Regions from separate parts of the Gadus morhua genome. Here region 1 is linked to region 2. The links are chromatin contacts, called in public Hi-C maps. All regions are on one chromosome and are shown on one strand. Each heading gives the region's core, a stretch centred on a gene start, on an enhancer-like site or on the middle of the called end of the contact. The rest is flanking DNA. Distances are from core to core; before and after follow the strand shown. Region 1 holds the start of smap1 (small ArfGAP 1). Region 2 holds the start of asrgl1 (asparaginase and isoaspartyl peptidase 1).

The links. Hi-C and Micro-C count contacts between places; a contact is called where the count stands out from the background.
Region 1: a Hi-C map of gill shows a contact between it and region 2, with 2.0 times the contacts expected there. The contact joins the promoter of smap1 here to the promoter of asrgl1 in region 2. A contact is called at or near these places in 2 of 6 Hi-C or Micro-C datasets (blood and gill).

Annotation. Positions count from the first base shown.
Region 1 is chr15:17,734,629-17,741,613 of gadMor3.0, reverse strand. It overlaps smap1 (small ArfGAP 1), which reads left to right and starts at 1,680. Exons shown (of 10, transcript XM_030379542.1): 1 at 1,680-1,979. The coding sequence starts at 1,862.
Region 2 is chr15:17,583,834-17,589,959 of gadMor3.0, reverse strand. It overlaps asrgl1 (asparaginase and isoaspartyl peptidase 1), which reads right to left and starts at 2,858. Exons shown (of 7, transcript XM_030379537.1): 1 at 2,771-2,858.

The DNA.
Region 1 (6,985 bases), core at 431-2,930, 150 kb before region 2:
TGTGTGTGTGTGTCTGTGCGTGTGTTTGTGTGTGTGTCTGTGTCTGTGTTTGTGTGTATGTCTGTGTTTGTGTACGTGCGCATTTCATCGTATGCTAATACTAATTCTCTAGGTCATACTTTAGTTGTGTTTGCTGTCAGTTGATCAAAAATGTGAAACATTAACTAGCAACCAAACACATTGTCTCAGTCAGACGATGACTGAGATTAAAATGTTTAACCCTAATTAATATACTTCTGAGAATAGATACATATATTACCATATATTTGATAGTTTGGCATGGAGATTAATGTACAATATGAAGTCAATCAATGCCAAATCCTACTGGTTAAGCCTAACCAGGCTATTACATTTTGTCTTAGGCATTCCAAAATGGCAAAATGAAAATACATTTACATTCATTTTCTTAAACACAATCACAGTCACTGACACTGAGTGATTTAACGTTTCAAATCCTCAAGAAGCTGATGTTGGGCCAATTGTTTACATAATAATAATAATAATAATAATAATAATAATAATAATAATAATAATAATAATAATAGAGGCCTAATCTTAATTATACTAATACTAATAATACTACTACTACTACTACTACTACTACTACTACTACTACTACTACTAATAATAATAATAATAATAATAATAATAATAATAATAATAATAATAATTGAGAGATTACTGAAAAACGTTACAATTTATCCAACACCGAATTTGAGTATAATAAAGTATAGCCTACTTATACTTAAGCTATTAAGGTTGGACTACTCTTTTTTTTGTACAATCCTTTTCATTTGGTTGAGCGACTCAGAAAGAGTACAGTCTATACTGCCACCTAGTGTTATTAAACATTACTGTTAAAGTATTTAACAATTGGACATTCGAGGTAAAAAGATGTAACGTCTTTTGGTGCTACGTTGCCATGTTGTTTACGTTTTCAAAAAGCCTTTTACCCTAATTGTTTGACATTGGTCGAAAGTAATAATCTGCAAAGACAATGGGCCTTTAGCATTTACAAATCAAATGGATCTATATTAAAAAAATGAAGTGTGCGGCTTACGAGTTCGAGGCACATTGAAGACTGTTGAATAGGTCTATCTAGTATTAATTTATTCTAATTTTGTTACAATTTTGTATTATTAATACTCAATTTCTGCTTTTCTATCAAGGCAGGTGCCAAATCATCTGCTATTGATGATGATGTTCTCGGTTGAGATGAATGAGTTGTAAAGAGATGGGGCTTTTTTAATTCTGCCTGTGCTGTGTGTATGTGTAACAAACTGTACAGTTGTCTTGTTGTCTTTCAGTATTAAAAGCGTTCCATAATGTGTCTTTCATGTGTTCTTCTAATTATTGTTGCAAAAATAATATTGCATTCAGAGGTCAACCAATGTTGCAAGCTGTATTTCAAAGTGTCAAATTGCTCTAACAAACATGCTTTTAGTTTGATAATTGAACACAGTATAATACAAGATAAATATTTGGTTATAATTAATATTTATAATTTACTTTATTTTTATTTTTAATACCTTATGATATAAAACCTATTTATTTGTGTATCTGATGCACATTACCATAATAATACACATGACAAGTGACCACAGAAGCGTCGGTCTAGGGACTGGTTAATTCCCAGTACGGACCTTTATTTTGAAAAGGTGTTGACGTGAAGTGACGTTCTGCCGTTCTCCAACCATATTGCCTTTCTAGCTAACCGACTAGCAGCGGTCCAGGTGTATGAAGCTCACACAGTGATGTCCCTCCCTCTCAATACATGTTGATTTCAGAAACTTAACACGGAATAGGCTCTGGGTTTCTTTTAGCGGTCACACCACAAGCAGGACGACATCACTTTGGCAAGATGACGACGCGGTCGGAGAGAGAGAAAGCTCTGAAACTGAACGAGCAGCACCAGGTCATCCTGTCTAAAATGCTCAGGGAAGAGGAAAACAAGTATTGCTGTGACTGCGAGGCGAAAGGTAACATGATGGGATGTAGTTTTACATGTGACATCGTTCATGTCATGTCATCCGTGTGTCCATGGCTCTGTGGTGCTGCGGCCGACGCCGGGTTTAGGACCCAACATCCGCCGTGACAAGTTGGTACATACACCTATACCTTCTTCATGCTAACGCTCAGCTACAATACCGATGTGTCGGTCTGTGTGGTTGCGTGTGTGTCTGTGTGTGTGGCAATAGGCTTGCAACCCATGGCCGTGGTCGACCGTCGTATCGTTAACGCTGGTTTATTAATGAGCGGAAAAAGGTCGTCTCGCGGCGGGCTGAGGTGAAGGGGATTTGGCGCGAGGCTTGACCCACTTGATGTTTTTTTTGGGGCTTGACGGCCACGTCTACATGACCAACTTGTCTGACCGCGATCCGACAGATAGGTTTTGCGTCACTGCATCCGTGATCTACGTCTCTCTTACTCTTTAGTGTTATTCCTCAAGCAAACGCCTTTTCAAGTTTTGACTTGAGCCGTCCGAAGCCCTAAGTGTCTGTGACAGACTATAGTAGTAATACTGCTCTAACCAGTTTGGGTGTTGTTTTGGTGCCCGTGTTTAGCAACATAGGGTTAGTGTACTTATGATTAAACTCAAATGTATACCACAATTTGTAACATATAGTTATTATAATTTTCTTGCTATATATATATATATATATATATATATATATATATATATATATATATATATATATATATACATATTATATTTTTTCCTATCCTACTAGGACAATTGCGTGATTACAAAAGAGTAGTGTCAAATGGAACCTTGCTTTAAACTATAGTGACTAATACTAATCCACTCAGATATGCCAATTTTTTCAGCCAACATGGGATGTATTCTAGAATTGCGGTTGGACCTGTACAAACAATGGCCAAAGGGACACACCCCTATTGGACTACAACATAAGACTTTGTTTATCAGTGAATAATGTGAAACATTTTCAGTGTTCCCTGAAGATAATGTGTGAATGCATGAGAAAGTAGTGCTGGGCAAAGATGAGATATTATTGGTTATTCATAAATAGTTGTAGTTGTGTGCAGAGTTCCCTCGATGATGGTAAAATCGCCTCAAGCATGTATGGGGTAATCTCATGAGACTATCGAGTAATTAAAGTTTCACAATAAATATCTGATGAATGAAACGGAACACAAACCATGAGCTTAGGGTTGGTTCACAAGGCTATCGATTGTTAGTACGAATCCTTTGTAATGTGACTGCAATGTAGTGATAGAGCATTGTTACTAAATTCCTATTACTTGTATGGAGTAAAAAGTTAGGTCCTTGACCCATGTGAAAACATACACTATCGCTGTGATGTTGAGCATATTGACTGCAGTATAACTATTCTCATACTGGAATGGGTGGATCCATTCAATGGCAGCTCATATTACAGTACAGGGTTAAATGGTGGGAGACAGAACCAGAGTAAAGCTCTTTTCCCTTCTTCATACAATCTGTATCCATACAGCGCTCCCAGAGACAAACCGGAAAGAGCTGTCACGCTTAAGGGACTCAAAAACCCACAGACTAGCCCGTGGCAAGATTGGCACTCAAAAACAGAACAAATGCTTTTTGATCGTCCATTCATCTGGGCATGGTGTAACTTAAATCACATCACCTCACTGGTGTGTTAGTGAGCTTGGCTACTTTGCACTCCGGGCGTCCTGCAGTTCAGCATCCTGTGATATCCAGTTTGATTGGATCAGGTAAATGCTCTTGAAACCCGTGCCCTCCAGCGTGTTGCAGCCTCGACCGCACCAGACTGCCGGGGATGAAGTATGGTTCAAGTGTCGTTTGATCCTGTGTGAGTTTGCGCTCCATCACCATCACATACAAAGCTCAATTGAGTGTATGGGTGGAAAAGGGGAGATTATCCTTGGGAAAGGGATTTTTTTTCTTAGTTAACAAGGACCTTATTTAGCATGGTACAAGTTTTCATTGCATTTAAGACATGTGAGATAGCAGTGTGAGTGTCCGAGTTTGGTCTAAAATGTACTACTACTGCCGATTGGGTAAGGGGGGTTGGGAAAAAATCAATCAGAGAAGAATTGCAATGGCATAGCATTGTGTATATGCACTACTTTAATTAGTACTCAGAACACCTGAACAGCTGTAACCTGCCTAGAAGAGGAGATGACCTTGAGGTTTCTCAAGGCAAGCCCCTCTTTAGTGTGTGTGTGTGTGTGTGTGTGTGTGTGTGTGTGTGTGTGTGTGTGTGTGTGTGTGTGTGTGTGTGTGTGTGTGTGTTGTTCATGTACTTAACATAATCGGGGGTGCAGACATTACGGAAAAATCGAGTCACATGATCCAAAATAGAAAACAAGCAAAAGAACACATCTGGCCTGAGGTCATGGCTGATTGTGGTCCCATGCTCTCCCATTTCCCAGACTGTATGCTCTTCCTTTTCCATGCAAGATGAGTGCTTCAGTGTTGAGTTCTGCACACGAGTCAACCTGACATTGTTACAAACATAACTAGTTCAAGTAGAGCGATCCTTAAAGGAAACAATGGACCCCAATGGACATTGTTATCTCATTCACACACTCGCTCCCTCGTTCTCATCTGCTCTTGCTCTCATTCGCTCTTGCGCTCTTTCTGTATTTCTGTCTGTCTTTCTGGCGACCCGCCAGGCGGCCCGTCTGTCTTACTGTATGTGTGTCTGTCTGTCTGTTCAGCGATCAACAGATTGTAGCAGCGGAGAACAGGTGGTACTTTGAATGGGATTTCTCTGGAATTCGTCCTGCATCCCAGAGGATCCACTTCTGCCACACAATGTGACTACTCGACCACACTCTCACAGATGGGGCAACATTTAGACTGTGTACACGATACGAGACAACCCCCTCCCTCCCTCCCAAACACCTCCAAAACCATGTTGGAGGCATGCCTTGTTGGACACCACGTTATGGGCTGCAGTACAGAACCCTGGCGCCTCCTCGCATGAGGCTGATGAATTCCTGCTGGCTCGGACGAGGTCCTGCTTCCCTGGTGTCAGTAAGAAATGTGTTCCAAGCCGGAGCTGGAGGTGTCATTTGAAAGCATTGCGCAGATACAGAGCCTACAGTTGTGTACATGCAGTCCTACACCCTGGATACCTTGAAGCAATACCTTGGGTTGTGAGGGTTCAGGGTTGGGTGGTGCTGTCGTAACTGAGCCTGTGGCTGAGGGCGCTCCAGCTCAGTGGTGCCAAGTCTTGAGTGTAGTTGTAGTTCAGAATCGCTTTGTGGACTCCAGGTTGTGCGCCAAACCGTTAACTTTGATCACCTTTATCCTTGTCCCCCTTAGTCAGGCAGTATATGTTATGCTATGAAGCTAAATTGCCCATAAGCCCTTTGAATAAGGCATTTTTTTACTTGCCTATTGCTTTTTTTCGCCCTAATCTTGAACTGAATGGTTCTAAATTGCACTGAAGGATTTTACAGGGTGATTATGCATAGCTGCATCAAATTAAATCAATTATATTAGGTGAATGGTGATATACTTCTTCTTGGTGATGAATGCATTAGAAGTGTCTCTCCATAGCCAATAGGCAGGGAAGAGTACCTTGTATTGATGTGTCCAGCCTATTAAAGAAAAGCCTCTTAAGTCTTACCTACAGCACCCTTTTATCATCATCTATTGTCTTTTGGCCCAGAGCTGGTTTTGCCAGTTTGGATTGGATTCTTGTTTATTTGTTATTTTGTGACTCCTCCAAACAAAGATGTTTTTATAATTGAATCATGACAGAGTGAGCTCTCTAAAAGAAAGAGTTGGAGCTTTCTTCCCTCACTGTGTAGGTGGTGTCTGTGCAATGGCACTTGGGATCTGTATCATCCTCTGCCTGCAGTAGGGCTGGATGGTAATTCAATAGTATTTATTATTGTCTTTGTTTGAATGGTATTGCATCATCATTCAATTGAGATATTGAGTTATCTTGATACCCAGTTTTATACTCAAATTTGTACTAGGGCTGGGCAATTAATCAAATTTTGATCTCTATTTCGATTTTAGCTTTAAACGATCACAAAACTAGTGTAATATTTTTTATAGAAAGTGCAAAAGAACAGCTGGATACACATCTGTACATTATTTTAGATTTGAGCATTTTCTTTTTGACCAATTTGTCTATTTTTCTTTGGAGTGTTACTCCATATCGCCCAGCCTCATCCTGCAGTATATGTTGTGTACCGGTGGAGCTGCAGTTCCTTATTCTCTCAACATGCAGCCAAACAGAAAGGCAAGCACATCTTCATGCACATTCCGTCAGATGTTTAGCAGATAGAGCCTGTTTGGTAATCCTAGAGTTGCTGGTTCAAGCTCTTAGTCTTCTCCAGCCGTTAAGAATCCTTACTGCTACTTTCACACTGGCTGAATTTGTAATTTGATCGGCTATACAGTAATTAGGCGGGCAGAGCTTAGGGTTCAGGAAGTAAAGATCCCATAAATTGTTCTAATGCAGGGAGCTTCTCTTTTTTTTTTCTTTTTTCAAAATAACTAATCAATTACATAACGTACAATCAAATGAGGTATCCCCATTGTGAGGATGCTAAAGAATTATGTTTATTTTTCTGAATCATAAACCTTTTCTGAACCAAAGTTACCACCACAGTACCCAGTCTGCATTTTATGTTTGTTACTATGGCGATGGCAAACACGTCTTGGTCGAGAGCGTTGTGGTGTGAATAATTCATAGCATCTTGATCTCTGTATTATCATAACGATGCTTTGCTTTATCTCCTGTGACTATTAAATAAATATTTGTCCATTACGTACAATTATGTAGCCCGGCCGATTTCACTCAGGGGCAAAACAGTCCAGTTTGCTGCTTGTTTCGCAATGTGATTGATGTGGTACTCTTTGGAGCGTATTTATCTTTACCACACTGCTCCATGGAACTAGTGATCTTACCCACCAACTTAGATGTGGAAACAGCCTGGTTCTTTTGTCTTATTTTTTCCAGATGAGCTCTGAAGAAGTTGTCAATAGTTTGTAGTAATC
Region 2 (6,126 bases), core at 1,609-4,108:
GGGTTGTTTATAAAAGGGGCTCAATCATGGATATAAAAAGAAGGCTCAATCCGATTTGGTTTTGATTTCATTGAACGCAGCCCGTTCTTTTCACACAAACAAAGCCATTGGAAACACGTCTAAAAGCACTGATGAATGCATATGTAACCCAGTTCCTGTTAGGGACTCTTATTCTGAAGGAGGAGAACGGAAGTGTCTGCGTGTGGGTCGCTGTTTTGACTCTGTGTTGGGAGCGCTGGAAATAAAGTGGATCGCCTCGTTCAGTGAATGGAGTTAACCGATTCTTCTTTTACATATTACCCAAGTATAGGCAACAATAATTTGTACATTAGATTATTATTCATAGATTAGAAAGCAAAAAGAGATCGTTAATATTTGGGAATAACATGGGAATGAATGAAACGCGCATGCGCATTTGAAAGACAGCGTTTACAGGAAGTGCGTCATTATTGCGCATCTAGGACCCCGAGTCGATCTGGCAGCCGAGTCAATCTGGTACTCACAACGGCAGCTGTTGGAAATCGGGAAAAGACTCGTAGCTGTCCTTGCGAATGCCTCTTTGATTTGTATTAAATAAAATGACTAAACATACCCATCTCATTCGTATTTGGAGTCTAATTGGAGGAAACTTGTCACGTTGAACCATTTTCAGCCAAAATAAATGGAAAATGTATGTTCTTTAAATAATAAATACGGGATTCGAACTCATAACATTAGGCGGGGGGGGGAATTTCAAGTTGAGATTCCATGGTATTTGTCTCGTTTCCAAAAAGAAGAGGCCATTACACCAGTTATTAAAAACCTAATGTTTTGTTTCCATCCACTGCCTACAACCCAGCCAAAAACACTGTTATGCGCTCTTTCGCTATCATTTCGGTCGCCTGATGTGGTGTAGTCTCTTGTTCTGGATCGTCTCTAAGCAAAGCATCAAGCTCGAGAATCAATGTGATACAAGGCAGTACCACTCTGAGACACAACGTTTATTCAGATCAACACAGCATACCTACAGATCGTCCAAGGGATGATAACGCTGCTGACTAGTTATTTCAGTAAAGTAGCCTATATGAGCAGAAAAGTGGCACACACGGTTAAAATAAGAATATTGTATACTTTGTATGAAACAATCACAGGGATTCATTAATAAAACGACATGGGAATGACACATATGCACATTTTCTGATATAAGCGGAGATTGTTCGAACACATTGATAAGTTACATGATATGGCACACAAATCCCAACAAACAGAGAAACACTATGCTTTTGGAACAAACGATTGATTGCATTTATATAGAACTTTTCTGAGTGGCCACCTACATTTAGGGTGTTTACGTTTAGCAGATGGTTTTTTCTCAAAAGCGACTTACAATAAGTAGGCCTACATTTGTCAGAAGAAAGAGAAACGAGAATATATATCGCAGTCAGTAGCCTACAGTAAGGATGTTTGTAGCACCTCTGAGGTGCTGCTTTCCCCAGTTCCCCTTTCCCCACAGAAACGGGTTCTGTCAGGTCATCTGTTAAAAGATTTAGGGAAGTCAAGTATAGGGAAATGTTTTGGTAAGGCTGATATTGATTGAGGCTTACCAGAACAGTCTCCTGGCCATTTCTATCCATTACCACTCAATTGTATATTTTACTGAAATAACTAGTCAGGGGCGTTATCATCCCTTGGACGATCTGTATGCTTTGTTGATCTGAATAAACGTTGTGTCTCAGAGTGATACAGCCTTGCGTCACATTGATTCTCGAGCCCGCTGCTTTGCTAAGAGACGATCCAGAGCAAGAGACTACACCACATCAGGTGACCGAAATGATAGCGAAAGAGCGCATAAGTGTTTTTGGCTGGGTTGTAGGCAGTGGAGGGAAAATCAACATTAGGTTTTGAATAACTGGTGTAATGGCCTCTTCTTTTTGGAAACGAGACAAATACCATGGACTAATAACATGGACAGTCGGGTCACAAGTTGATCTGGCTGCCTCCTGCTCTTAGGAAGAAGACTAGTTGTGGTTTTTAGTACTGCAGCAGATAAAGTCTCTGTGGCTCAACGACACAATGGAATGGAATCTCAACTTGAAATATTTTCCCCCCAAAATGGTATGAATTCGAATCCCGTAGTTATTATTAAAAAAAACACACATTTTCCATTTATTTTGGCTTAAAATGGTTCTACGTGACGCGTAGAAGACTCCAAATAAGACTCCAAATACGAATGAGATGGGTATGTTTTTGACATTTTATTGAAAACAAATCAAAGAGGCATTCGCAATGACAACAAGCGACGCATTCGGCTGATGGTCACCAGTTAACGCAACACCGGAACTCGAGCGACCACGGCTGTGCTCGCCACAGTATGGACCTATAAAGAAAGAGTTGTAGGCCTACGAGCAAGATAATAATTTCCCTTGGAAGGTCGACAAGTGAAACCCCCTAGGGACGTAGATGAAGCAACATCAAATAGACGCTCATTGGACGTCAACATGTTTAGTGTGGAGCAAAAGTTTGTGTAGAATAATAAAGAAAGTCAGAAATAAATAATAAAACGGAAGAGCATAAGCTCAGCTCAGTTCAGCAGAACTGTGCAATCCCAAGTCAAGCGTATGATTTGGACTTTGGAGGGTATTGCGCAACCGAAATTGACGTCAAGTTATGCAGTGCGGTATATCTACATAGGGAGTGCTTCTTCTACATTATCAAGCTATTTTGATTATATGCTTAATATCCATGATCTCTTCAAGCTAACGCGGTTTTGCAGAAATAAGTAAAACCGTACCTTTTGCTTCTTTCTTTCCTGAGGCTTGGTCTATAAGACTTCCTTCCGTCTCCTTCTCGTCTTCCTCGTCTTCTTTTTGATTGGTCCATGTAGGCGGAGCAGTGCTCACTATTTCGACAGCAATTCATAATTATTATTTAATTTAATTAAAATATAAAAAATAGCATATATATATATATATATATATATATATATATATATGATAACAACTATTCAAAATGTGGGGACTATTCTGCCTCAATCTTTCGGTTACATTATCTGAGCTATTAAGCAGACCTGATATTTGAGCCAACAATTCCCTCACATTTCGCACACCAACCACTTCGTCATCGCCTTCCTGAAGAGCTGGTAACCAACCAATCCTCCATTTAACCCCTTACTAATTTAGATCATCAAATCATCAATTGTATGGAAATGCTTGAGTGCTGTAGTCCTCTGTGCTGTAGACCTCTGCATTTTCATGTAAACCCCATTATGCATGTGGTTATCCTTAAGGGCCCAGGACCTGGGGGGACAGAGGGAACGAGACCACTCCATCTCCGGAGAAACAATACAAGTTATCCCCCTAAATATAAATTATTTATTAATAAATTATGTAATTGACTGTATATTTTTAATAGACACAAAAACTTGTTGACGTTTTATTTTTAGGTCACCGCTTTGTATCCTGCTCATGGTCTGAGCTGTTTGTTAGAGCAGATCATTTGATCATTCTAAGTTGTAATGATATCTGTACCCTTGGTTATACTAATTTAATTTGAACCGGTTGAATTTTGAATTTATTTTATGGTACCAAACATTTTAGATGGCAACAGTGAGGTCCGACAATAATGAAATCAAATGATGGGATGAAAAACAACAATGAAATAAGTTTGGACTGTGATGTCTAGTCTGATGACCTGCTTCTAGGTTAAACTCCCTCACATTCAGCTAATTTCGAGAGGTTTTGAGTTTCATCACAAATCAAATCTCCCAAACGCAATTTCCATTCTCTGATACATCCTAGAAGCTGTGTACATGAAGTGTTAAACGTCCCCAAAGTGAAACAGAAAACGAACAGGACCAGAATAACAACAATGAAGACATGTAGAATATATTGCCTACAATGACTTTCTTTCGTAATTAATTTGACAAAGCAACTGTGGAGTGTGCGTGGATGATGCTGGTTTAAGAAGCCTCACCTGGCCCCTGACTGATCGGAATCTGGTAGGTGAGGCTGCACACCTGTTGCACATTGAGAAATCAATGTGCACAGGGTTAAAAAGCGACATATGTGTAATCCAGGGCAAATAAAGACCGGGACCAGAAAATAATTACTTTCTCGCCATTGAAACCTATTCATATTTTCGATCGAGCACCATATTATTTTCCATAGACATTTGACCGATGGAACCGGGGCCTAGGAGGCGGGACTTATTCTTCAGAGGTCTATTGGAACTTCAAACTGCAAAGATGACCGATCCCAACCTAACCCAATCACGGTTGGAGCACCACCACTGCATTCATATTTGAACTGTTTAAGTTAAAGCAAAGGTGATAAATTGCTCTTGGGAGATTTTTATTTTGCTTAAAACATTTAGGTTATTTTCCTACTATTAATGGTATGCGTGCATGCATGCGTGGCTGCCTATGATCTTGCGTTGCGTTGCGTGAGTGTGTAACATAGGCTGATGAAAAACTAATTTGATCCTTTGGTCGTATTGGGCTGGCTAGGTATGACTCCGACTGGTAAATATTCAACACGTGTTTTATTATAACAGAGACACAAGGTAAACAAGCTTGCGTTCTGAGTGTGGTTCATGAATCACCTATCGAATCACCTATTGGAGGTGGAATGGTAAATAAGCCACACCTACAAATTCTAACCCTGGTGAACCTTTGGTCTGCCTTGGCTTTGGCGGACATGGCGAAGTGACCATGTCTGTAGTCTTTAACTTATCTACAAACTCATAAAATCGTATATGGTGTTGTCCATTATGTGGAGAAGAAACAATTCACAACTGTTGTTAGCTTGAAACATGTCATCAGAAGAAGCGATGACTAAAATAAATTATATCACAAGGGATGACTGATTACACCGTGTATTGACAGGTTTCTCACCAACGTAATAAAATATTAATGACATGATCTCACATGGTGATAAATTGCCTGACCGTATTGACTTGTATCACATTATTTATTCTAAACGAATTACTTGCAAAATATATAACACATGCATATATTCACCTAAGGATGGCGCTGTTTTACATGCTCTGCATGTTTTGGAACCAAGGCACTTTTGGCTCCACAGAGGAAATCATCGTTATGGGGATCTCATTTAACCTAAATAAACATATCGTTTCATGGGATATGCATGGTCTTTTTTCTCATTCTTGGACGAAACACTCCCGCTGTGGAACTACTGTAACACTGAATGCTTCACATTTGGAACCACTGTATAGAGTGGAACATTAAAAAAGTACCATCAGATCAGTTTTATAAATTAATGAATTTATGTAATCTTTTCATACCTTTTACTGGCATCAATTAAACACATTCTATCTCACTTGATCAGCAAACAGTAATTATTACATATTATAATAGTCAATAAATAATAATCAGTAATATTGGCCCTATCCATCATCACAGCCGAATTCATAAACCTGTTAAGGTAATTATTAATACAATCCCCCTCCCTCCCCCTTAAATTACTGATACATTAATCAATATATTTCTAAGCCAGGAAATATCTAGAAAATCTACGTCTGTATAATATAAGCCCACTCCTTGTGTAATGGTTTAATCTTAGGCTACACTACAAGCTCTCATACTGAACTGTAGGCTGTGTTCCCAGTAGCTACCATGTGGCACAAGCAGAATGGTCTGAGCTGTTGCGTCACAGGACAGCGCGGCAGTTCTCTTTTCAAAATAAAAGTGTGTTTATTTTGGACATTAGAATATCCAATAATAAAACACAATAACACATGTTTAATACATGACTATCATATGAATAACGTGTGAATAATTCACGAATTTAACATAGTAGGTATAATAAAAAGCCATACACAGGCTGTATTTTTTATCTCCCAGACTTAATTGCTTATTCTATAGGCCCATAGGTTTTTCTGTTGTATTTCAGCTGGCGCTCCCACGAGATGTTCACATAAAAACACACACACAACACCTTCCCCCGGGGGTCAGGACAAGGTGGAGGGGAGGTGTGTGTGTGTGTGTGTGTGTGTGTGTGTGTGTGTGTGTGTGTGTGTGTGTGTGTGTGTGTGTGTGTGTGTGTGTGTGTGTGTGTGTGTGTGTTTTGAATGGTGCATGAGAACTGGTGAACGAGTTGAGCGCAGAGGAGGAGGAGGTGGTGGAGGAGG